Regions from separate parts of the Capra hircus genome. Here region 2 is linked to region 1. Evidence: chromatin contacts called from public Hi-C data. All regions are on one chromosome and are shown on one strand. Each heading gives the region's core, a stretch centred on a gene start, on an enhancer-like site or on the middle of the called end of the contact. The rest is flanking DNA. Distances are from core to core; before and after follow the strand shown. Region 1 overlaps C2CD3 (C2 domain-containing protein 3). Region 2 overlaps DNAJB13 (dnaJ homolog subfamily B member 13).

Region 1 (6,380 bases), core at 2,338-4,837:
TCTAAATGACAAATTGATTGCCTCTAGTAGAGAAAGAACTATTAGGAAAATATCTATTCATTTCAGTTCAGTCGCTCAGTCATGTCCGACTCTTTGAGACCCCATGAATCACAGCACACCAGGCCTCCCTGTCCATCACCAACGCCTGGAGTTCACTCAGACTCAACGTCCATCGAGTCAGTGATGCCATCTAGCCATCTCATCCTCTGTCGTCCCCTTCTCCTCCTGCCCCCAATCCCTCCCAGCATCAGAGTCTTTTCCAATGAGTCAGCTCTTCGCATGAGGTGGCCAAAGTACTGGAGTTTCAGCTTTAGCATCATTCCTTCCAAAGAAATCCCAGGGCTGATCTTCAGAATGGACTGGTTGGATCTCCTTGCAGTCCAAGGATCTCTCAAGAGTCTTCTCCAACACCACGGTTCAAAAGCATCAATTCTTCGGCGCTCAGCCTTCTTCACAGTCCAACTCTCACATCCATACATGACCACAGGAAAAACCATAGCCTTGACTAGACAGACCTTAGTCGGCAAAGTAATGTCTCTGCTTTTGAATATGCTGTCTAGGTTGGTCATAACTTTCCTTCCAAGGAGTAAGCGTCTTTTAATTTCATGGCTGCAGTCACCATCTGCAGTGATTTTGGAGCCCCCAAAAATAAAGTCTGACACTGTTTCCACTGTTTCCCCATCTATTTCCCATGAAGTGATAGAACCGGATACTTAGCTGCTTCAAATATGTGTTCTTTATCTTGTTAAGGAAATAGCCTTCTATTCTTAGCAAACGAAGAATCAGAAACATCTGATTAAATGTTATCAAATACCTTTTCAGCCTTTATTGAGGTAGTCACTTTTTTCCTTCCTCTATTAGTGCATTGGATTACATTTATGGATTTCCTAATGTTGACCCAAGTCTCACAGTCTAGAGTAAATGCTCCCTGATATGATTACAGTGAGCAGTTGTGAGATTTATGCACAATGAATATTAACTATCTGCTTATTTCTTCATCTCTTCTCAGACTATAAGATAATAAGCATGAACGCTCCATACACATTACTCTTTAAAGCTCACCAGCATCTCTCTTTCGTTTCATAGGCAGGGGACCATGGAAATGGATTGATGGAGCACCACTTTGAACTCCTTGTAGACAAGGTTAAAGGGCTCGCCCCTCTTCAGGCCACAGTCTGGGGAGAAGCAGATTGTTATGTCCAGTACTACTTTCCAGTTCAAGACTCACAGTCCAATGTGCTGAAAGGACCTGAGTTCCTTGAAAATGGTAGGTTTGGGAGATTAGGCCTTCTTAGTCTTCTGTGGCTCTTTTATTGAATATACTTAGAGATTTTTCTTCCTGAGTGAGTCTTGTGTTCCTCAGTATTTCTAGTCTTAGTTGAGCAATGCAGGAGATACCCTGAGTTTTTGCTTTTCTTAAATTGTTTTTCATAACATTTTATTTTGATTTGATTTCAAATTTATGGAAAAGTTGCAAAAATAGTACAAAGTATTCCTGTATACCCTTTACCTAAATCCATCAATCATTTACATTTTGTCTCATTTAACATCATTTACAAGCCTCTTCACTCTATCTCTTAACATAGTCAATTCTTATTATCCATCATAATTATATTCTATAAGGTCATCAAGAGTGCTAAATTAAGAGAGAATACTGAACCATTGTTACTAGGGGAAATATATACATATATATCTCACGTAGATCATAATCTTAAATCCTAAAGCAACTTACCCTGGTAGATTCTAGTGTCTTTATTTTACAGAAGAGAAAGCAAGGTTCAGAGTGTTAGTGACTATGGCCACCCCACTAAGAAGTCCCAAGGTTGGCATTTAAACCCTGTCCAACTGACCTTAATGTCGAGTTCCTGCACTACATTGTACTGTCCCTTACTATCTCTATCCTTGGGTCATCTCTGAGAGCTCGAACAAGAGGACAGAAGTGTCGTCTTGTTTGATTGCAGCTGGGAATGAGCAAGTTGGGTGACTCAAATTTTCTGTCATTCTGAGCATGTCCTTAAGTAACTGTGAAAGTGCTGCCAGGATTGGTTTTGAGGTTCAAATAATGGACTTGTACCCAGGATATATAAAGCACTCTTAACAAATCAGTAATAAAAAGACAACCCAGTTTAAAAATGGGCAAAGGATCTGAATAGACACTCCTCTATATAGAAATGGCTAATAAGCACATGAAAAGATGGTTAAAATGATTAGTCACTTGGGAGATAAAGATCAAAACAATAGCAAGGTACCACTTCATACTCGCTGAGATGGCTGTATATATTTTTTTTAAATAGATTAATAAGTGTTGGTAAGAAAGTAAAGAAAATAAAGTGCTGGAGCTCACACACACTGTCCACCAACAAAGGAATTTCTTCTGTATTATCATGGCACCTTAGGCGACCATAGCTACTAAGGAAGTGGACCTTGGTAGGAGTAAAGCAGTCAGAAGATACAGATTCTGGTTCCAAGTCTATGACGTACTAGCTCTAAGACCTTTGGATTGACTGTGTAACTTCAAGGTAGCCATATCCTCATCTGTGTAACAGGAGAAATACCTGCTTTCTTTTCCCCTGGAGAAGGGAATGGCTACCCACTCCAGTATTCTTGGCTGGAGAATTCCGTGGACAAAGAAGCCTAGGGGGCTACAGTCTATTATGAGGATACAATTGAATAATACTGGATATTAACATTCTCTCTTATTATATTTAAGGCACTTAATGATGTGTTGAATTTTTCTGAACTTCTTTTCTTTTCCAAAGGAATCACCCTGAAGCCTTTTAGATCTGCAGCCACGCTCTGTGTTCCAGACCCCGTCTTTAACAGTGGACACCATCACTCCCTCCTGTTGCCAGCTGAGGTTCCAGTGCAAAGGCTCCTGCTTAGCGCCTTCTCTGCACATGGGCTTGTCCCTGGAGGTGGAGTCCAGTTTGAAATCTGGTGCAGGTACAGTATGGATAATCCATTCCTGTGCCTGGGAAAGAAGTGCACAGTCATAGAGCATCCTTCCGTTAATTAGCCCTGGTTGAACTGTAAGCAAAGTGACCCCTTCTGCCCTGTTTAATATTATTTAGGATTTTGGTAGTGACTCTTATCCAGCTTTTACCATAATCTGTTAAATTATTAGGCTTTTGGGGGCACTTTGTATCTCTTGCTTCTAACCACTACTTATATTTGGAAGAGAAGTTTTCATTTTTATCTCCTACTGTCACTTAACATGTATTAGTCACCTTTCTTCTGCTTCTCTTTTTGCCTTACGTTGTTCAGGCCCTTGCTATATCATGCCTCAATTACTGTAATACCCTCCTAACTGGTCTCTTCACTTCTAGACTCATTTCTTGTAATCTGTTCTTCCCACCACCAGAAGACTAGCCTTTGTGAAATAATAATCCCACTCATGGCACAGAACCACTTGTGCTGCAGGATGGATGTTGTCAGGAGCGGTTACTCCCAAAGGGCAAAGCCAGATGCTGAGTCCTCAACCGAAAACCTGTGAGAAGCTGGGCTTTGTCTTGAACACAGAGTATAATTTATGGGGCTCCTCCTGCAGGTTATGGGCAGTAAATCCAGCCAGACACAACCACAGCTGCATACCACAAATATAGAACAGTCGGGCTCCAAAGAAAACTAGATACTGAAAGCTTATCCCTGGAACAGACTGAATCATTCGTCCACCTAATTCTTTGAGCTGACGACAGCTTGTGCTTTTGTGGCTTACAGATACTATTATCCTAATGTGAGAGACCAGATGGTCGCCAAAGGAACCTTGCCATTATCGAGGATCTGTGCCATGGTAACCATGCAGCACCGTGAGGATGGTGGCATACAGACCTTTAATCTCCCTTTAACCCCCAGGCTTGAGAATAGGAAAGAACTGAGGAACCAGTCATCAGGTAATTGAAGATGTTTACCTTTCGCTTTCAAAGGTAGGATATGTGAATATCCCTTTTCCCTCTAAATTAGTGATTCTTCACATTTTGTGGTACTTACCTTTTCAGAATTTGATAAAAACTGAGGTACCTTCTCTTAGAAAGTGAATAGAATACATACTGCAAATTTTGAATATAATTTTAGAAAATTCATAGTTATGTAGATTGTGTACATAAATGTTGCTTATCTCACCTTTAACTTCAGTAGCATTTGACAAGCCCTCAAGACACAAATCCCAAGTATTATGTAGGTATACTCGGAAAATTATTATTCTAAGGCAACATGATGTAGGATTGGAAGAAAATAGCATGAAGTGGAAATTCACTGTGAGGGAAGAGAGAGTCAGGATTTAAAGTTAGAAGGGATTAGTTAGAATTGGAGTTTTGAATTCTATCCTAATGGTTCCAGCAAGATGACCTATCCTTCTAATACATCATGAATAACTAGAATGAACCTCATAAATCAAGTTACTCTTCCCTCTTACTGGAGAGTATCTGCCCAAACAAAGGCTTTATCTTGTTAGATTGAGTTGTTCCTCCTTACCCTCACTGATCAGCTTGTTCTGTTCCTTAAAGCTTTCCCTGGGGACTTCTCTGGTGGCACAAGAGATAAGAATCCACCTGCCAGTGCAGAGGATATGGGTTTGATCCCTAGTCCAGGAAGATTCCACATGCTGTAGAGCAAGTAGAGCCCAAGAGCCGGGACTGCTGAGCCCCCCTGCTGCAACTACTGAAGCCCGTGAACCTAGAGCCTGTGCTCCGCAACAAGGGAAGCCTCCGCAATGAGAAGCATGCACACCATAACTAAGAGGAGCCCCTACTCTCTACCACTAGAGAAAGTCCATATGCAGCAGCTGAGACCAGTGCAATCAAAAATAAGTAATTTAAATACAATGTTTATTTTTATTTTTGGCTGCACTGGGTCTTCATTACTATGTGGACTTCTTCTCTAGTTTCAGCAAGTGGGGGCTACTCTTTGTTAAGGTGTGTGGGCCCTCTTGTTGCAGAGCATAGGCTCTAGGGCACATGGGCTCAGTGGTTATAGTACTTGGGCTTAGTTGCCCTGCAGCACATGAAATCTTCCTGGACCAGGGATCAAACTCATGTCCCCTGCCTTGACAAGTAGATTCCCAACCACTGGAATACCGGGGAAGTCCAGGAGAATTCTTATTAAAAGATGGCATGTGAAGGTGTTTCAGGTGGTGGTAGTAGGAGGGTGATAGAAATGTGTGATTGTGAAAACCTTTTAAAGATTGTAAAAAACAAAGGTTAGAGTCCATCTCGATTCTATAAAAATAACTGGGATTACGTTCTGCCTCTGTTAGTTATGTGATTTTTACAAGCAGTTGAATCTCTGAACCATAGTTTTCATAGATATAAAGTGAAAATTGTGACTTCTATTCTGCTTTATTAATCCTAAAGTACAAAAATATAATGTGATTCTGACCATAGACAGATTGTTTCACTGCTGAGGCCCCTTACTGTTCATTAGGATTATAGTGTTTAACCTCTTCCTTCCTTCCTGACTAGGATTTAGGATTTGGTTGAACAGAAGATTATTTCAACCAACCATTTGATTTTTCCTTTCACCCTCATTCTTCAGGTTTACTGGATGTGGGCCTAAGGTACAGGCGTACTCCAAGGACAGCAGAGGGAGTTCTCGCTGCCCGAACTGTCTCCATCTCAGTCCAGATTATCAGAGCCTGTGGTTTACAAGCAGCAGCCAAGTAAGTTCACCTTAGAAAAGCAATTCTCAAACCAAACCTTTCTCCATTGCAGTCCACATAATTTGTGATGCTCAGATAACATAAAACTTCCTTGGGTACAGTCTTCAGTTTATTAACCACAATTCTGCTCTTTTCTTTTTCTCTTAAGAAAGCACATAGGAATATAAGTGAATAAATCACTTGCAAATGTTGCTGTTTTAACTGTTATTAGCAACTTAGTTCCTTGACCTTGTCTAGCAGTTTATCCTCTACCCTGTTGCTGCTAATGTTGAGTCGCATAAGTCATGCTCTTTACAACCCCAAAGACTGTAGCCCACCAGGCTCCTCTGTCCATGGGATTCTCCAGGCAAGAATACTGGAGTGGGTTGCTGTTCCCTTCTGCAGGAGATCCTCCTGACCTGGGGACTGAACCCAGACCTCCCCTGTTGTAGGCAGATTACCATGTGAGCCACTGGGGAAGCCCTCTACCCTACTCACCCCTTAACCCAAGGTCAGACCCTATGCCCTCCACCATGCCAAGCCCAATCACTATTACAGATCCTCTTATATTATCATGTTCAGTCTGAGTACCACCTTCTGTTTTTCTGGCTCATTCCCCTTTAGTCTGTTGTCAGTACAGAAGCCAGTGAGCTTATAAAAACTTAAATAGATCTTGACACACATCTACTTAAAACCCACCAATGCCTTTCCATCTCATTTAAAGTAAAAACCAGAGCCTTTTAAATGG
Region 2 (6,380 bases), core at 1,081-3,580, 100 kb after region 1:
CTGAGTCTGGGAACCAGATTCCTCCCTCCCCCTGTGTACCAGTGCTGGGGAGCTGGTGCTGGGGTCCTTCAGGAGTCCTGTTAGGTGGCTGTGGATCCAGGCCCAGAGACCTTCCTGCTTCAGCCAGCTGGTACTACCAGGCCTTCCCCAGTAGTCAGAGTTGGAGGCTGGGCCCTTCAGTGCTCAGGCAAGGGGTCCCACATGTTAGGGTTGTGGAGAAGGAAAGAGGGCCCAGGATTCCTCACTTGAGCTGAGGTGTCAGTCCCCAGGAGGGACAAGGTTGGGTGTCATGAATCAAGCCAGGGTGGCAAGGGGTCAGCCTAAACAGGGGATCCAGTCAGTGTGCTTAATGCACCCTAATTCTCACATTAATCCTGTGAAACAGGCTATTCACTGTTTTGCACCAGAGGAAACCGAGGGGCAGTTTGTTGCCCCAGGCGTGTTTGTCAGCTGGCTCATGGAACAGTCTTGTGTTTCAGACACTCGCTTGGGCATGAGACCACCAGACTTCATTGTTCTAGGAATGATCCTGAGACAGGAACTGGGAGAGGTTGTAGGAACACTGACCAGCATACCAGTAGGCCGCAGTAACTCCTCCCTCACTGCCTGTAGAATACCAGACACGCAGCACTGAAGACCACACTGACCTAATAACGATCTCCTAAATGGCTCTCATCAGGCCTGAAACCAGGCTTCCTTGAGAATCACCACGAGGCAGAGGTTAGGAGCAGGCCCTACTGCTGGCCTAGAGGAGAGCTAGACTGCCAGAGTTTTACCAGGCAGGTCCTCACCCACTCGCTGTCAAACCAGGGCACCTAGTACCACCTCTCCACCTAGGTCCTGCCTCACGGCAGAGTCTGCTCCACTCCTCTGGTTTCTACTCATAACCTAACCCTGTCCTTGGGGACTATAAGACTTCAGCTCAGAAGTAAGGTGTGGAATCCTTGGCCTGCAAGATAGGGATCATAAACAGCTTCAAAGAGGTGAAGTGATTTGCTCAAAGGCACACAGCTGGCAAGAACTCCTGGGGGTGTACCTAACTCCAAAGCCCACATTATTTAGTGAACCGTGGGTCAGATTCTACATCTCAAGGTCTGCAGCTTTCTCCCTGATGGCTTGAAATGGCTTAAGCTAATATGATATTTTGAATGGTGGAATCGAAGCAATATCTATTCTATGGGGCCCTCTTTTGGCCCACCTCGTTTTTTTTGAGGCGGGGAAGGGGCTGCACTGCGAGGCTTATGGGATCTTAGTCCTCCAACCAGGGATTGAACCCTCACTTTTTTTTTTTTTTTTTGAACCCTCACTCTTGACAGAGAAAGCAGAGAGTCCTAACCACTGGACCACCAGGGAATTCCCTCTGGTGTCTCTTAAGTCATTCCATGTAAGTGGCCACCCTCTCTGTCATAAGCTTGAATCTCTCCTAGCCCAAGCCCAGACTTCAGTGAGGGGTGCCTCCCTGGGCACAGAAGGCAGACTGGGGAAGCAGGTGTGGTCTGCACAAGCCCAGGTGGGCCTGGAGGCTGGCACTCCCATAGGCCATATTGGCAGCAATGCTGTAACCCTGATACCTATGCCATGAGTTCACCAAGCACTTTCACATCAGTGAGCAGCCTGAGGAGGGTTATGGGTTCTGCTTTACCAGCAAGATGGATAATAATGTCCAAAGGGGCAGGGGCAGGATTAGAAGCAGAGCCCAGTTCTAAGAACCTGCCTAGTTCTAGCTCAGGACCCACTGCACAGAACCAGCAATGGAGACTGGCAAGGCAGAAACCTAAGCCATTTCTGGCACTGTGTCCTTTGCGCTGCCTCTAAGCAGAGTGAAGTTGTGAGAAGTGGCCTTCAAGGTTCTGATGTAGCTTTGCCACTGAGCCCTGTGTGACCTGGGACAAGTGTTTTGCTCTCTGTGCTTCAGTTTTCCTGAGTACACTGTGACTGTATCACACTAGAGACTGCTCTTCCAAAGAGCTTGTGTCATGAGAAATAGATCTGGGGACCCTCAAAGATGATGCCTCATGCACCTCACTATCAAGGTGGGAGCACAGAGGCTCTGAACCCTAAGAGACCTGGCCAGGCTCACATAGGATGGGGTCCCAGCTCCTCAATTTCTTGGGCCCCGCCCTTGCCTCTGCTCCACGAGAAGGGCTGTATAAAGCTCTTCTCCATCTAACACATAACTCTCCTGGGTGTAGCTGGAGGATAGGAAATAAAACTTTATTGTGTCAGTTCAAAAGTCCCATGCCATCCAGTCCTCATGTCCTGTCTGTGCAGTGGGCAGGCTCCCCTGCACACCCTGAGGCTGGGTAGGGGTGGGGTCAGGCCCCGCTCACTTTCCCCTTCCCTTGCTCAGCCTCCAGCCCACCCGAGTTACGAATTACGTTATGTCAGCAACGCTTGGCGCAGCATCTGCTTCTTCTGGGGTGTGAGGCGGGTGGGGAACTGGATGTCGAAGTAAATGAAGAGGTCCCCCTTCTTGGTGGGGTCCTCCGGCAGTGGCATCCCCTCCCCTGGCACCTTCTTGAAGTACTTGGGGCTGAGATAGGGGAAGATGAAAGAAGGGAACTCAGAGGGCACGAGAGCCAGACATCTGCCCCTGCTCACCTCAGGCATGCAGCAGTCACCAGCTTCTAGAACCAGTGGCAGGGGAGAGGAGACTGGCTTGTTCCAGACAGCTTGCTCCCTGGAAATCCATTTACACTGAGTCTCTGATTCCAGAGGATTCCAGGAATCTCATTTAGATGGAAACCAGGACAAGGAGGGAAGGAAAGTGAGCAGACCCTGGGTTGGAGTGGGGAGTGCTTGGTTGCCAAGCTTCCCACACAGAGGACTGGGGAAGGGGCTTGGGGGATGCAGCTTAGAGTTCTGGAAATTCTAGAGGATGAGGACAACAGGGATTTCCTAACAATGGGGGCCTCTAGCCTCCACGATGACTTCATACAAGTAAAAAAGGCACTCCATTTGTCAAATGAATGCAGCCCACAGCTTGGCCAGAATGGGGGCTGGATTTCGATCCCTCTCACCCCCTTGAACTGGGTGCCACCTGAACAACTGTACCAGGCAAGCCTCTAAGGACCAGGAAGCCCTTCTCCCGTCTATTGGGGCCCAAGTAAATGGACTCACTGGACTATGTCATTGATGGGGATGTTGAGCAGACGGTCATCTAGGGTCTTCACCTCTACAGTGCAGCAGGTCAGAGCCTAGGGGACATGAAGGCCAAAAGTGGGAGTGGTCCCTATGTCCATTTTGTTTGGAAGGTACTTTATGAGACTATCTGATGCCAGGCTCTAAGCTGGACCTCAAGGAGACAAAAGGATGTTCAAGGACTAACAGGTGAGTGAGCTGAGCAATTACCTACCTTCAGGAGTTCACAGTCTGGGAGAAAAGAGTGACATTGATATATGTTATGATAGAGGGAGGTAAAGGGGTTGGTGGAGCCCAGGTGATCTGCCCACCCTTTGCTCCTCCACTGTGCCCACTCACCTTGCCCAAGGGGATGGAGTTCACAAAAAACAGGTTGTCATTCTCCCTGCGGAAGCGAGGGTGTAGCTTCTCTTTTACAATGAAGATGATGTCGGCTGGGATGATGTTGGGACCCTGGGCAGGGGAGGCCAAGGGGTGACAAGGACTAATTGGCTATGGACCTTGGCCAAGTTCCTTTCTCTATTGTCTCCAAATCTTCATCTGAACAACAAGGAGATTAGACCAGTTTTTTCTGGAAGGGCCTTTCCATTTTGGCCTTAGAAAGAAACCTACCCCAATGACTGCACACACCCACTCCCTGCCCATCACCCTCCCCTTGCCATTACTTTGCAGCCCAAGTAGATCAACACAGCTGGAGGGCAGCATACTGGGTTGGGGTCAGAGTACTGCCTGCAAGACTGTCCTGCCACGCTTCATTAAGCCCCAGAACTCTGCTGGAACTCCTGTGGGAGTTCGACAGAGGAACAGAGGAATCAGACTGGCCCCTACCCACCAGGGCTTCCAGTCTGGGGGAAGCAGGGACACAGTGAATCCTCAAGACTGAGATAAAGGGAACCCAGCGGTGGCAGCTCAGAGAGAGGTCAGGGACGGCTGCCTGCAGAGGGGAGCTTTAGAACTGGGTGGGTTTTTTAATTTAATTTAATTTAATTTAATTTATTTGGCTGTGATGGGTCTTGGTTTTGTGACATGTGGAATCCAGTTCCCTGACCAGGGATGGAACCTGGACCCCCTGCACTGGGAATGCAGAGTACTAGCCACTAGACCACTAGGGAAGTCTTAGAGGTAGGTCTTGTGGGTTTTCAGAAGTAGGTGTTTCATAAGTGAGAAAGAGGCAAGAGATATGGGCAGAGGAATTCATCTCTCTGGCTCCAAAGATACCATCATTCCTTCTCTTTTCAGAATTTGAGGAATCAGCACGCTTTGGACAATAATTTTATATATTTTTTTAAATAAGTAATTTAAAAGTATTATAAATAAATGGCTTCTGAGTAGATCCTACAGTTGGGCTTTACTCAGAGAAACACACAAGAAAATCAGGAAGGGTACTTCCCAACGGTCCAATGTCCAAGATTCCACATTCCCAATGCAGGGTCATGGGTTTGATTCTTGCTCAGGGAACTAGATCCCACATGCTGCAACTAAGACCTGGCACAGCCAAATAAGTAAATCATTTTTTGAAAAGAAAATCAGAGCATTGATGTTAGGACTGGGATCTTCTTTAAGCTCTGGTGCTCTTGCCCTGAGCAGGTCCCTTCTCTCTCTGGGCCTGTTTCTCACTCTGCAAAATGAGGAGAAGTTCTGGGTGACCCACTCACCGAGGCACTGTGGGAGGCTCTGTCCCTCAGAAGGGGCAATAGGTATCAGCTCATCTCCCCTGCAGACTGGTCTCCCTTCCAGAAAGTGTTCCCAGGGGTCTCCTTCCTCCTCAGTCTTCCCATCACACGAACCCAGGTAACTGACCTTAGACAGCTTTCCCAACCCTTACCTGGTCCCCTTCCTTCTCAAAGGTGATACGTGTGCCCTGCCTCCAACCAGGCTTTACATCGATAGTGAGGATCTTGTCTTTGATGGTAGAGGAGTACCCATCCTCGTTCAGCACCTGTAGCGAGATGATGGGGAAGGAGGTAGGCTCAGGATTTCCCAGCTGGCTTTAACACACGTGAAAGATGCTCCATGGGATCTGTGCGCAGCTCAGTCCTCCAGCACTGGGAGAACCTGTCTGAGCCATCCCTACTCCCATCGTATTCCACTGGAATCAAGAACTTATGATTCCAGGATGGCAGGATATGTCATAGGGTTGGGGCCTGAGGTGCCAAGCATTCCCCATGAGTTGATCAAGGTCACAACTCCAGGCCTAGAAATTACATGGTCTTAGTGACTGGCAGACACATGGTGAACACGCACTCACTTGCTCTCCCACCCCAGAGGCTCTGACCTGGAGCCTCTGGCAGATCTCTTAATCCCAAAGGGAAAAAAAAAACGGAGGGCAACATGTCTTGGCCTCTGCCAAAGCATTCCTCTATCATCCATCTATTTCCCAATCACATGCCCAGTTGGTGCCCTCCCTGCATGGAAAGCATGGCTGCGGCTGGCATCTCCTCTGCTGGGCAGATGTGTGAGGGGTCTTGCTTGGGTGCCTAGCACAGGGCTGGACCAAGGGACAGGGGCCAGGATGGGGTCTGGGACCTGAGGCACTGAGGGTCTTCTTCAACCAGTCCCCTTTGGAAACATGCCATGGCCCACCCTCCATGCCCACATGGCTCCTTCTTACTCCTGAGGCGAACACCCAGAAGAAACCTGCAGGGGACTGTCAAGAAACACCCAGAGGGCAGAATTCACAGGAGACTCCTCCCATCCAGAGCCTTCCCACTTCCCTCAGGGATGGGGCTGAGCTGAGAAGGGAAAGAGTTGGTCCCCATTAGGAAAGCACACAGAGGGGATTCCTACAGGAGGAAAGAGCCATGCTAAAACCCTCAACTGTCCCTTCCAAACGTCGGATTCTATAATTCGACCATCCTAGGGCTCCAAATCTAAGATTCTATGCTTCTGTAAGACCATAGCTGAGGTCTCCACTTAGGATCAGGGAGGAGGTGACCAGTAGGGTTGGAGGGGATAGAAGATGGCTCCCAAGTACTCACCCTTCGGGAGATCTTAATTTTCTTGGTGCAGCCAAAAAATAGGTCCTCCAGGGACAGGTAGAGGTCTCGTTCGATTGGAGGATCCTGTTTCTTGACCCCTCGGCCCCGGAGCCCCCCAAATTTCAAGTCTACCTCGTTTCCTTCTGGATCAAAAAACTCTGCAGGAGGTGGGGAGAGGTGAGGAGTAAGAGAAATTATGTCCAGAAACTCAGATTCACAGACTATCCCTCACCTCTTCAGTCCCCAAGTGTAACACCTAGC

The links. A called contact is a pair of places that touch in the nucleus more often than the background predicts.
Region 2: a Hi-C map of blood shows a contact between it and region 1, with 3 times the contacts expected there. The contact joins two enhancer-like sites. A contact is called at or near these places in 3 of 5 Hi-C or Micro-C datasets (all in blood).

What each region holds. Positions count from the first base shown.
Region 1 is chr15:29,515,769-29,522,148 of ARS1.2, forward strand. It overlaps C2CD3 (C2 domain-containing protein 3), which reads left to right. Exons shown (of 31, transcript XM_018059360.1): 17 at 1,087-1,267; 18 at 2,760-2,943; 19 at 3,718-3,890; 20 at 5,530-5,653. Among named protein-coding and RNA genes, the nearest start is that of C2CD3, 59 kb to the left of the region's middle. Within about 2 kb of position 3,588, at least 1 of the 5 cell types and tissues checked has an H3K27ac peak or open chromatin away from gene starts, as enhancers often do.
Region 2 is chr15:29,621,806-29,628,185 of ARS1.2, forward strand. It overlaps DNAJB13 (dnaJ homolog subfamily B member 13), which reads right to left. Exons shown (of 8, transcript XM_005689963.2): 4 at 6,120-6,277; 5 at 4,967-5,080; 6 at 3,481-3,594; 7 at 3,121-3,197; 8 at 2,198-2,533. The coding sequence ends at 2,380. Among named protein-coding and RNA genes, the nearest start is that of UCP2, 7.1 kb to the left of the region's middle. Within about 2 kb of position 2,331, at least 1 of the 5 cell types and tissues checked has an H3K27ac peak or open chromatin away from gene starts, as enhancers often do.